2 separate regions of the Danio rerio genome follow, and region 2 is linked to region 1. A link is a contact called in public Micro-C data. All regions are on one chromosome and are shown on one strand. Each heading gives the region's core, a stretch centred on a gene start, on an enhancer-like site or on the middle of the called end of the contact. The rest is flanking DNA. Distances are from core to core; before and after follow the strand shown.

Region 1 (7,020 bases), core at 4,466-6,965:
ATCAAATGACTCGAGGGCAAAAAACTGATTGGGACATCCCTGGAGGAGGCTTAAGACCTGAATTGAGAACCCCTGGATTCATTATAAATTAAGAATAAATAAAAAAATAAGTAATAAGGTAAAAAAAAAGGGGGGGGGGGGGGGAATTATGGTTTCTGGTTTTAACATGTTTTATTCAGTTTGCCCTAAAACAAACAAACAAACAAAAAAAGAACCCCCTATAGGTCAATCTAAAAAAAAAAATTCCTCAAAATGTTTTTACTTTTACGTCATGTGACCATGAAAAAAGGTTACGTTTTTGTGCTATCAGTTTTTATGTATTTCTAATGAGAGTTTGATGACATTTATAGCCATACTAAGAGTACCAGGAGATACCTAATATAATAAAATAACATTTTCAAACATGTGCTTTAAAATGCATGTGTTTCTTTCTTTTCAGTTTAATATAATTTGTTTTATTTTTCAAGTAATATATTCAAATAACTTACTATGTTAGTTCAAAACATAGTTACATAAAAAAACATAAATGTTTTTGATTGAGGGCTCAACAAAGAAAAATTTGTTTTGACCAGGGTAAAATTTTAAGGTTACTCACACAGCAATGACCTGGCCCACACTATAGCCAGGTGCATCATGGGGAATGGTTTAGGGTTCAGACTGCTCAGAGTTGTGCAGTGTATGGTACACAAGTGTATACAAGTGTACATGGGGTTGCCCATGTACAGCAAGCATTGCAATAAGTAAATATTACAATTCTACTTGCATGGACTTATGAAAATATTGTTTAAGGCAAATAGTTTTTTTTTTTAGCACAAGTGAACAAATTTAGATTTTTACATTTTTTTATTGGATGAATAAACATTTTACGGGAATTGCTGTTTCGATTAAAGCGATATCTTCTTGTTAAGAAAAAAAAGAGAGCTTAAATTAATTGACTTTCTTCAACAAAACAAATGTGGACAATTGTGCTTTGTACCAGGTTATTTAAGATTGTTCTCATGGAGATAGATAATATTGTTTAAGGCAAAATATATTATATAAGTTATCAAATTTAGACATAAACCATTACCCTAAATTTTTTTTTTTAATTGGATGAATAAAAGCTTTTTTTCAGTGTAGCGTTATAGGCCTATGTATTATAGCTTAGAATTATTATTATATAATTATGAAACCCTGTAAATGATAAGCCCCCTATTTATTTTTTCCCCAATTTTTGTTTAACTGAGAGAAGATTTTTCAACACATTTCTAAAAATAATAGTTTTAATAACTTATTTCTAACTGATTTGTTGTATCTTTGCCATGATGACAGTAAATAATATTTTACTAGATATTTTTCAAGACCCTTCTATACAACCTAAAGTGATACTCAAAGGCTTAACTAAGTTAATTAGGTAGGCAGGAGTCCATTTCCAAAATCCATCGTTAGCCAACTAAGGTCCCAAGTGGTGAAATTACAAACATAGTTCATTTATTTGGCATTTCCCAAATCCATCGTTCCAATGAACATTCGCAAACTGCATCGCAAACTTCTATGCTTGCAACTACACATCTGGAGCTGTAGTTAGAAGCTTAGTTCCTGGCTGTGTTCTATTCCCAGTTATCCCCCCAATGCCCTATTCATTTAGAACGTTCTAATATTTATACTTGGAATGATTGGTTTTTTTTAAAGCATTAAAGTCATTTCTCTCTTAGGTGTAATTTGCTTTCAAAGCATTTACAGATCAGTTTTAGCAATCTTTATGTTTACAATTGCGCTCCCTTCGCAGTGCACTTTGAAATTATCATCATCCTCATCATAATCATCATTATCAACATCATTAATATTGTTAATATTTTTATTAAAGTATATATTTTTTTCATTTTTTAATAAATAATAAATATAAAATTACATTTCTTAATAAATCACCTTTTTTATTTCTATTATTTATATATGATATTATAATACGTGTTAGCTTTTGTAAATGATTTTATGTTTTAGAATAGAATAATATTCTCAATAATATTTGTAAAAGAAACGTAGGAAGACACATACACACACACACACACACACACGCACGCACGCACGCACGCATCCACACACGTACGCACACACACACACACACACACAGATAATGGAGATTGGGACATAGGCATAACGTATTTTACACTGTTTATTATATGACTCAACCCCATCCCCCAACCCAAACCCAACAATCACAGGTAATTTATGGCAAAATCTCAATGTGATAAGACTAAGTTTGAATTTAAGCATTTTGAATTACGGCGACACAAGGCAAGTTCTAGTATATATATATATATATATATATATATATATATATATATATATATATATATATATATATATATATATATATATATATATATATATATATATATTGTATATATATTTTTTTTTGTCTGTGAATGTAATTTGTTTCTTGACCAAATAAACATTTTTGATTTAGATTAAATTACATTTATATTTTCAATTTTTTACATTTTATTAACATTTTATTTTATTTTATTACATTTTATAGTTAAATTACGCAGAGAAAAAATAAGCTGCCACAAATTACAGTATTTTTAACTTTAGTGCATTGCAATTAATAATTTGTGATTAAAAACTGATATAATAATCAATTGTGAAACAGATCACGTTTCAGATCCTCATGTTAGTAAGTGTGACCAGGAACTTTCATTTCCTTTAACAATAAATTATAGCAGTGCTTTGATGTTTGTTTGTTCTCTTCCTGCTTACTGATTGCAAATGAAGTTAGTGTTTCATCAGCGTGATGTTTTAAATGAAGAATTAAACAGCGATTTAGTGTAATTTGCTTCCTTGGTGTGTAAATAAATCTTACCAAACAGGTTTGACTGCCAAACTTTCAGATCAGCTGTTAGGAAAGACAAAAAATGTCTTACAGCATCAGGAAACAGAGCGAGGAAGTTTTAAGTGTATTTCCTGCCAAACGTCACACAACAGCAGTAAAACGTTCTTGCGTTCATGCAAGCTGCATTAATAGCTGAAAAAAAAAAAAAAAAATATATATATATATATATATATATATATATATATATATATATATATATATATATATATATATATATATATATATATATATATATATGTATGTATGTATATATGACGCTTCACAAAAGAGGAAACTCCAACTTTTTAGTCAGTCTTTATCAGATCAAATTTAACACATTCAATGAGGTGACGATAGTGGTAGACTGACACTTTCTTAGCATTGAGATGGTAAAATAAATGTCTTAGGTTCGCATTTTCGTAAGTGATCTGAATATACAGTAATAACTTGACCAAGCTTATGTTAAGGAAGCCCCAGAACTGTCCCCACGATAGTTGTACAGTAAACTGCCTTCTAAATAAAGGCTGTTAAATGAAGAATAACCAAACGATAAGAAAAAGCAGTGTACTCCCTCTCTTCTTCATTACAATGAAAATTGAGTTCTTGTGTAAAACTCTGAACAAACCTTTTTTTTAAGTAAAATACTTATTTTTGTAGTAAAATGTTGTCTAAAACTACAAATGATATGGGTTATAGATGATAAATATTAATATATAAATATTTCCCAAATTATGTTTTTAAGAGCAAGGAAAATTTCACAGTGTCTGATAATATTTTTTCTTCCGGAGAAACTCTTAAAAGCGATTTTTAATTTTTTTTAAACACCATTTTAAGGAAAAAATTATTAGCCCCATTTAACCTATATATTTTTTTCGATAGTCTACAAAACAAACCATCATTATATAATAACTTGCCTAATTACCCTAACCTGCCTAGCTAACCTAATTAACCTAGTTAAGCCTTTAAATGTCATTTTAAGCTGCATAGAAGTGTCTTGAAAAATATCTAGTAAAATATTATTTACTGTCAAAAGTCTTATGTTTAGAAATGTGTTGAAAAAATAAATAGGGGGGCTAATAATTTTTACTTCAAATGTAAATATATGTATGTATATATCTGTATGTGTGTGTATGTATGTTTTTTTTTTTCTTTCTCCCAGTGTTGGTTTGCAGTTGGAAGGGCATCTGCAGCGTAAAACACTGCTGGATAAGTTGGCGGTTCATTCCACGGTGGCGACCCCGGATTAATAAAGAGACCAAGACAAAAAGAGAATGAATAAAAGTATATATATATATATATATATATATATATATATATATATATATATATATATATATATATATATATATATATATATATATATGAATATATAATGCATAGTTACATATTACTTTAAAAATAAAGTAATAGATTTTGAGTTACTTTTTTAAAAATATAACACAATTTACTTTTTTATTTTAGTTAAGGAAGGAAGACGGCAGATAGAAATATTTCCTAATTTTGAACACATGAAAGAAAAAGAAAAAATAATTATCTAAATGGACAGTGATAATACTTATTAATAAGACAAAAAGTACAAAAGTAGAAACCCTTTATTAATCAAAACATTATCCTACCTTATGTTTTGATGTGTTTTTAATGGAAATGAAAGATATACAGTGTGTTGTTAATTTCAGAGCTTCTCTTCTTAAAAAAAACAAAACAAAACAAAAAATCTACAAGTTCTGAAAGAGATCAAGGCTCAGTGAGGTCAAAAAAAGTAACACAAAAGTAACTCAAAAGTAATGTAATGCATTATTGACCATAAAAGGTGACGCAACTAGTTATTTACATTATCGTGCTTTAGAGAAAACACCCTTTAAAATGTCATTTGGTCACTGGGAAACCCATCACTGGGAAACATCCATACATTCCCATTCCCACTTATACACTACGGACAATTTAGCCTACCCAATTGACCTGCAGTGCATGTTTTTGGACTTATGGGGGAAACCGGAGCACCCGTAAGAAACCCACGTAAACACGGGGAGGACATTAAACTCCACACAACTTCTAATTAATTGTCATTTAAAGGCTACTTTGCCATTATCTTCAATACATGACACAAAATTTTAAAATGTAAAAATTGTATGTAAAATACAATACAATTATGATCACTTATTCTAAATTTGATATTATTGTATATTTTAATAAGTACATGTTAAGTACAAAACACAATATTGATTTTATGTAATTTTCACATCTGTGACACTAAAGAGTAATACTTTACCAATATTTCCCTTGTTTTTGTCAAAAACGTTATTTAAAACAGAATTATTTTAAAAAGGTAGTAAAGTTTGCACTTCATTTCCATTCAAAATTTTATTTTAAACTTTCACTATAAGTCAATTTTAATTATCAATAATTAATAGTCAATATTAAATTATCCACATTTGAAAATGCTAAAATGTCTGTATTTTGGTTCACATACAAGTAGACTGCTATATAACAAAAATCACATAGCACAACATGCTACTACATGTATTATAACATTATGTACGTCAGAGATTTTTGAAATGGAAGTCCCGCATCCTTTCAAGCCAATTCCTATAGTGATGGATTAATTTAGTAATTTAGTTCCTCTTACTGTAATGGGAGGTAAAAAGCCCAAAAAAAAAAAAAAAATCAAGAATACCTGTCGAAATTCCCCTCCTATCCCAATATAAGAGCACCTACCATCACCATGCACAGGTGCACATCATTTTACGAAGGAAAACACTTAGACCTCAGCAGGTAACAATACATTACATATACTAAATAAGATGCTTATGATTCTTATGATGCTTATGATGCTTAGATGCTTATGATGAATTTCTTTCTTTCTTAGACTCAATTGTCAGTGGCATAATGGAGAGCTCATTCATTGTATACAGCATGTTTATTTGCATCGTACTGAGTGGTCTATGGGATGCAGCCCAGGGAAGAAGGCTTCACTTGGGCAGTTGTAAAGTGAACATCCACACGCATGAACTCCGGCACCACTTTCAGTACGTCCGTCAAGGCATGGTGAGCAAGCTGAAAGTTTAACCTTAGTCATGTTACTTCCTTCTGTTAAAATAGCTCGTGGCAGTTTGATGCAAGTCGCCTATGTATAAATAGCACTCGATTTCCCACCATAACAATGACGTCACCGGTGATGTCAATGGGTTTTCTTGACAGGCTTGACATGTCAACAAACTGGTTATAGATTTATTTTAGACAGCTGTTTCATTCTTTTTGACTCTACATACTTGAATGAGAACACCAGCGTGTTGCAAGACATGCTTTGTCACATTTCACTTTTGAGTTCAACATCCAGCCATTGGCTTTTATCCATGACACAGCATAAACAAACAAAAGGAATACCTCTGTGAACCCGGAGAATCTCAAATGTCTTCATCTTTCTGTGAGGCCTGCGTATCAGGCGGTATATCTACAGAACAGAAAATGTACACGTCATGAAAGCAGCAACAATGAAAGCCGTTTTAAAAGTGGCCTCATTTTTTTGAGTGTTTTGAGGTTTGGAATGACTATCACTACGCTGCAATCTGATAATATCTTGTGCTTTGACAGATTTCGGGTGACGATCACAAGGGTATCAGATTGCTGAGGAAAGACGTGATGAGTAGTTTACAGGTAAATAAGCGTTTGTAGAATCAATTCATACAATATGTACAACATATTACTAAAACATGTCCTCCCTGTTAGGCTACTGAAAGCTGCTGTTTTCTCAGCCAGCTCCTTCATTTTTACATGGACACGGTCTTTATCAGCTATACTAGCAGCCATTCCTTACATCGCAGAACCACCAGTGTCTTGGCCAACTCTTTTCTCAGTATCAGCAAGGACCTGCGAGTGTGTGTATGTATATACTACAGATTCTACTCTTATTTTTTAATGTAACACTGGAAAAAAAAAAGGAAAAGTCCAGAATAGTCGTAACTTCCCAACGTTATATGTAAAGGTCAAGATCAAAGAACGCTTAGCATTTGATTGGCATCAGTCCTTTGACTAACATATTGCTAAGTCATAAAAATTTGTAAGCTGCAATATCTTTTGGGACTTTTTCTGTGGTTGCCATTGTACAAACTGTAAATACACTAGCCTCTGACTAAATGATTGTGCAATGTTAAAACAAATGGATTTTAAAC
Region 2 (7,158 bases), core at 3,450-5,949, 78 kb after region 1:
TTTAGTGAAACCACTCTTTTCAACTGGCCAAATCATGTTGAAACTAGACAAGATAATGACATACATTAACATACAGAAGAGGATACTCAGCATAAAACTAGTGCCAAATAATGCTCCTCCATGCAAATAGTACGCATTCAGTTCAAGCTCAAGGGAGATATGCAGTACATGCACATATGAGGTCATTTAGCTTGCTTTGATGTTAGACTGCATCTTACGAGAATCACATTCACTTTCTAGAAATGCTATAATAGGGTATATATACTGTATACCCTAGTTTAATGGTATACCCCCTTTCATAATACCTCTATATGCAATACATAAAATGTGGTGTAAATTAACTAATTAACAATATTCAAATTACTATAAAAAAAAAACTTGAACTTGTACTTTAATTTGAATACATTTTAGTGCTGCTTCAGTACTTTTGCTATTTTCCTTTAACCTGAAGTCACTAATTGATGAATATTATATCAGTATTTCTATTACTTTTTTTACAAGGTAAATACATAATGAAATGAACATGTCTGTATTGTAAATTTTAATATGCTACAAGGGGTTTAATCTTATAAGCAAACAGGGGCTCAGACTCATTTAAACAGCTTCATGTGCAAATCTCTTTTGTACAAAATCTAGCACAATATTACATCCAACCCATTATGCCCACCAAGGTATTCACATAAAAAGAAGGCTAGGCTTTAGTCTAATGTGTTGTCTTTGAAAGATTCAGCAGTTGAGCTTTAGATTAAGAGTGCTTTCACACCTTTAGATTCATTGTTTTGTTCCAAAACAGGAATTACATTGTTGCAATTTGTTTTTGATGCGGTTTGCTTTCACATGGGAAAGTTTCTAAATGGACCAAAACCAGACACATGCGAGTAAACTCTTATCACATTGGTCAGTTACGCGGTTTATTTTTAGAGTCCTGCTCAGCTGTCATGCACCCTTATTTTAATTTATGAAGATGAGCAATAAGACATTATAAACATAAATTTGCACTTTAATTTTGAACGGTGACACCTACAGACATAGTGATCAAATAAAAATCAGAGGTAAGACTTTGTCATACATAGCTGTTTGCTAGAATTATGCAATATAAGCTAACAGATAAACCAAGACTGCAGTTCGGGAAATTTTCAGATAATATTTCAGCATGCTTTCACTTTCGTATTTGACATTAAATGCACATTTACAGGTAGGAATGATGACATCCCACCCTACTCATAATTCTCTATTTATATAGCCATATATGGATAAAACATATCCATAATACACTGTGATATAGCCTGGTTCGATAGATTGTTAGATCATATTGCTTTCTCACTACAATCGAACTGCTCCAGAATTTGTTTCAATCAAGCCGAGACCACCTCAATCAGGCAATCTTGGACAGATTACTTTGGTGCATATCAGAGCTCGATTGCTGGATTCACATATGCCAAACGAACCACAATAACTGGGCAATTAAGACAAAAGAAACAAACTAGGTGTGAAAGCACTAATATGTACAAACTCAAAGTTTTACAGCAGAAAAATCATGATGACTATGTTTGTTTGGCCAATTTTTGGCTGGCTTTGGCTTACAAATAAAAACAATCTGGGCTTTTCAGAAAAGAGTGTTGCTTTCTTGTAAGATGTTGATTTCTTGTAAGATGATTTAACCATAACATTTATGAAAGATACATAATAGTAATGCACAGATCGCAGGTGGATTTGATAAAGCATTAATACAAACAATTAGTACTTTCTTTAAAGCTAAAAACGTGTTAAAAACATTTTTTTAAATCAAGCTGACAGGCACAGATAGCCAGAATGCCATTTAAAATGACAAAAAAAAAAAGTAAAGATGGGGGTGAGGGTCATTACGAGAGCAGAAATACCATGAGCTTCTCCATTTCCAATAGCATCTTGTTCTGTGTTCTCGCAACCTTCCGACTTTATTCTTGGTAACCTGGCAAGACTGTCTGTTCTCTATATTCTAATTAAGAAGCAGCCATATAGTTTCTATATGTTGCAATGATGGCACCAGCGGTATTCCAATTAAAGTCTAAGGGGTGTAATAATGTCTGTGTGTTTATTTTAATAAAATAAAGATTAATCTGGAAAAAGCCAAATTTTGTTTTATAAATAAATTATTATGCAATATGTATCTTAGATAGGCCTGTCACAACACCAGAATGACAATATAATACAAAGTATAACCACAAGGTACGTACACTCTAAAGAAAAACAAATAATATTTCATTTAATTATAGTCAATTTAATAATTAGGCCTTGGAATCAGAATGTGAAACTACATATCCTAAATAAATAATAGTAAATGTTAACAAAAAAGTGCAAGGTCAAAAAGTAACAGAGGTTACCAGATCTATTTTTAAGTTATCAGACACCTACATGAAAACATACTAAATAATTTATAGTAAATATTACAGTGTTTAACCATACTGACACTGACACCTCCAGTAGAGATAGAGATGTTGCACAGTCTGCTAATATGTTGCTAAAATAGTTTTTGTATGGGTAATATATATTGCATCACCAAAAATGATTGAGGTCATGTATACGTGTTGTGCGATAAGTAGCTATATTGATGGACACATTATCTTTTACACTACTAAACAATTCGAAATCCTGTTTAAAACAAATAATTCGTAATAATGAGACCATCAGGCATCGACAGCTACAGAAAATTATAGGTGCAGGTTGATAATTAGTTTGAAGCAGCAGATTTGGGTGACGTTTGAGCTGATCCGTGTATCTCTAGAAAAGCTCCATAATAAATGGAGCATATAGTATAATAAAGCATATTATACTATTCTATTACACCAAATAAACAAGGGCTGTTCCTCAATACAAAGAACGCTGAGAATGAACTGTGTTCTTGTGGAGACCGGTCTTGCCAAGTTACCTCGGAAGAACGAACTCAGGAGACCACGAGAACAGAGAACACGTAATGTAAGAAATAAGATGCTGCCTTCTTCCGGATGGTCACATGACCTTCACACGTTTTAACAGAAACTTATTTAAATATTACAGCATTCATACAACAATTTATATTTTCCCCCTTTTCAATATACATACACTATACCTAAAGACCTTACTAATATATGCTGCACAATATAAAAAAAAACTAATTTTAATACGGATTTCATCAAATAAACACCCTTAATGTATTTATGCCTTTTATAAAGATTTTTATGTTAATGTTTACTTTCACAGTCTCATTTAGGGAAACTCCTGAGATAAATAAGTTTTATTTATGAACTTTAATAATAAATCTATATTAAATGCAGTGCTTCCCACCTCCTTTATTCAGCCACAATGACTTCTGGGACTTCTAGATCAAGTTTTGAGCTCAGGTCTGCATCGATGCGTCCTTGATATCAAGAACGCATCGGGAAACTTTCACATGTCCTCCATTCTCGGGGTCTGGAGTTTTGGAACTAAACTTAAGCAGTTAATGATGACATTACACGAGAACACAAGAGCGCTAAAGAACGCATTTTGAAAAACAGCTAAAAATGACTTACAGCATCACATGACCTCTTTCAAATCATTTCAAAACATTGAGTTTATATGTAAAAACTAAAAATAATGTTAAAGTTGGCAAATTCCACTGAATGTTTCAGTTAACAACAAATCTCTAGATAGATGTGGAAACATGACACTTTCCACTTTTAAAGCAGAACCTGAACTCTAAATCACATCAGTAGTTTGCAATTTAGGTAGTCTATTGCAGACTTAACCAAAACATTATTATTTTGCGTCACAATACAAGAGTCTGCATTCATGCAACTAACATTTTGATTGCAGCAGGGACGGTCCCAATGAAGCAACCTGTCTTCTGCTTCTTTGCTGGCAAGAAGAGGTTCCAGGTAGCATTCATGTTTCAAGTGTGGGAAAAAAAGAAGCATCTGATTACGCAACTATACATAGCCTATATGAAGGAGAGGTCACCACCCTGGAGTGGTACGTCATCAGACAGGGGACTTTTCAATTCACCCAAACATGAAAGGGGTACATAGGTGTATTCATGCTTTACCGTAAATAACTTCCAAACACCTGCTGGTAAACTATTTACACATATGAGGCACTGAAACCTCAGCAAAACATTACAAATGACTTGGGGGCTGTGTAAAAGAGTAACTAAATGAATCAAGGTCTTCATGACAAAGCAAATCAAGACATATAAACAAAATGCGATCGTGATACAAATGTCAAGTCATTTTATTGCTCATGAAATGTGTACTTTGCTGCAATGAAACAGCAAAATTGATTCTATTTCGCCTTCCCATAATGATGACTGGATTGTTTTAGAAAACACTGTGTCATACATGCTTTAACTCACAATTTTGGGATACATTAACTTAAATCACGGGCATTTAAAATGGCCACATAGTTTAACATCTGGTTGTACATTACAAAGATAAGATAATAAAGTAAAAAAAGATAAGGCCAGATCATAAAGCTGAAAGGAAGTTACCATGGAGCAAACAATCTAATCTAGCGCTGCTTCAGTTGAAATGTTTTTGAATGGAAGGATCATTCACAGAATTGCAAATTGCTTATAAAATGGAAAGCCGTTTGAAAAAGGAAGTAGACCAATGAACATAAAAACGGCATTTTGATGTCTGTACTGAGGATACAGAAGGTGATGATGACTCACCACTCCATTACAATAAGAAGGCACTTCCTGTTTTGGTAGAGATTTTCATAGACGTCAACAATTTTGACGATATGGGTACAGGACGAGGCCCGCCAGTGCAGCTCCACCTCTCGTCTAGCTTTTGGGCAGTCATGAAGCATCTGAAAGTCAGAATAAAGAAGCTCAGTTAAGTATCCATGGAAATTATCATATTAACAGCATTATAGTACATGAGAAAAACTTTTATTAACAGAATGAAAGCACAAAAGAACGTCAATGTGGAAAAAATTATCAATTTAGAGCATTTCTAAAAAAATAAAATGAAACGTTGTTCATGTTCACATTTACTCAATACCAGTAAAAGGATAGTTCCCCCAAAAATGAACATTTTACACAATTGTTGCACCCTCAAGTGGTTCCAAACCTTTATTTTATAAAGGTTCTTCCTTCTGGTAAATATTAAAGAAAATATTTAGGCAAAACTGAAATCCATTAACCATTGACTTCCATAGGAAGTAGCAAGAACAAAGACAATGGAAGTCAACGGATACCAGCTTTGATACCAAAGTCTTCTTTTGTGTTCAACAGAAGAAAGAAAATCATGAAGGTTTGGAACATGTGAAAGGTGAGTAAATGACAGTTTTCAGTTTTGGGTGAACTATCCTTTAAAGAAACTAATATTTGGAGAAATAACCCTAACTGCTGATCACAACAAATGAAAACATCTGTTCTTCTGGTCAATTGTAATTAGAAGAAAACGTTAAACAAATACTAACATTCATAAGAGACCTACTAAATCTAGCAAATGCAGGAAAACAAAATTAAGTGGCAGGGAGAAGTGGAAGTGAGTTAGTTTATAGAGTTTTGCCTCCCTCTATGGGTAACATTGAATCATTGCCTTTTTAAATTCTATACACTTGGGCTGGTGTGCGCCTTTTAGTTTAGTCTGTGAATTAATGCCTTAAATTGGCACATTTCCAGCATTAGTACTCAGTCAAGTAACAATAATGTGGTCTTAGTATCAATCATGGCACTCTTTTATGAATGACAAGTGTATAAGGGAAAAGATTAGGTGATTTAAAAAAGTCAAAGCATCCAATAATCATTTCTAAATTGATCAGATTCTACACTCTAAAAATAAATGACAGTAATTTAAATGGTAAAAAAATAACCTTAAACCAAATTACAAACTTTAACTGTAGGATTAAGTTCATTGACTTTACCATGGCTTTACTCTGGAGTTTGTTTGTTTTTTCCTCATCAGTGACGTCCATTAGAGTTTTAGCTTACATCAAATGTTGATAATGTTTATTGCATTATTTTAATTATATGTGTGTTAGCAGTTGTGTGAATGCTACTGAGCAACTTCTATATACTTGTATGTTTCCCTGTCTGTTTATAAATTGTGTATAAATTGTGTATAAAAATGGCAGTGGTGCAGTAGGTAGTGCTGTCGCCTCACAGCAAGAAGGTCGCTGGGTCGCCGGTTCGAACCTCGGTTCAGTTGGCGTTTCTGTGTGGAGTTTGCATGTTCTCCCTGCCTTCGTGTGGGTTTCCTCCGGGTGCTCCGGTTTACCCCACAGTCCAAAGACATGTGGTACAGGTGAATTGGGTAGGCTAAATGGTCCATAGTGTATGAGTGTGTGTGTGAATGTGTGTGTGGATGTTTCCCAGAGATCGGTTGCGGCTGGAAGGGCTTGCTAAATAAGTTGGCGGTTCATTCCGCTGTGGCGACCCCAGATTAATAAAGGGACTAAGCCGACAAGAAAATGAATGAATAAGTATTAAAAGTGCATATATAGAGGATGAACCACAAATCAAACACGCAGTAAACTCCTTTATGGAGACATGTAAACAGTGAACACTAGACATTGTTTCTTTTGAATTGTGCAGAAATAACAGTTTAAAGGTCAGCGCTGATGTAAAACACCTGCATTAGGATCATTACACACAAAACATGATCATTTATAAATGTGACAGGCTATGAGTAGTAGCTATAATCATCAGAAAGATGTCAAGCATGCCTGTGCAACTTTTTTTCCCAAGTGGTGCTCGCTGCAGAGCCATTAGAGCAGAGCTGAGCTCCAGCGAGGGGGAGCTTGAGCTCTCGCTCCACCTTTTTTGCACTTCTTCTACGAGTAATGTCACTGGGGGTAGGGTTAGGGGTGGGGTTGGTGTACGCATTAAAACAGCTTACAGGAGGAGGAGCGAGAGCTCATGCTCCCCCTCGCTGGAGCTCAGCTCTGCTCAAATGGCTCTGCAGCGAGCACCCTCTCTTTTTTCCTGATCAGATCTCTCAAATATATGAACAGAATGTCATACTCTTTTAATTGTTTTTGTGCATTCTGGTTTATTAACGTTGCACCAGTGCACCACCCGTGAAAGTGTGCGTCTGTGTGTGTGTGTGTGAGAGTTTGTTTTTGTGCAGGTGCAGTGGGTTCAACTCATACTTCTTTAAAGTCAGATTAAACTGATTCTTCCACGAGTGCAGAGCAAAATTTTTGACATGTCAG

The links. Hi-C and Micro-C count contacts between places; a contact is called where the count stands out from the background.
Region 2: a Micro-C map of caudal fin shows a contact between it and region 1, with 7 times the contacts expected there. The contact joins the enhancer-like site here to the promoter of il19l in region 1. A contact is called at or near these places in 3 of 18 Hi-C or Micro-C datasets (caudal fin, embryo and hematopoietic stem cells).

Annotation. Positions count from the first base shown.
Region 1 is chr11:23,195,982-23,203,001 of GRCz12tu, forward strand. il19l (interleukin 19 like) reads left to right here and starts at 5,716. Exons shown (of 5, transcript NM_001082955.2): 1 at 5,716-5,896; 2 at 6,443-6,505; 3 at 6,578-6,730. The coding sequence starts at 5,738. All of the region lies in intron 1 of LOC141376595 (a long non-coding RNA gene), which reads left to right.
Region 2 is chr11:23,275,037-23,282,194 of GRCz12tu, forward strand. mapkapk2a (MAPK activated protein kinase 2a) reads right to left here. Exons shown (of 10, transcript NM_201303.1): 2 at 4,667-4,806. All of the region lies in intron 1 of LOC141376595 (a long non-coding RNA gene), which reads left to right. Among named protein-coding and RNA genes, the nearest start is that of il10, 34 kb to the left of the region's middle. Within about 2 kb of position 4,700, at least 6 of the 62 cell types and tissues checked have an H3K27ac peak or open chromatin away from gene starts, as enhancers often do. A contact at or near this core is called in caudal fin, where this site is marked.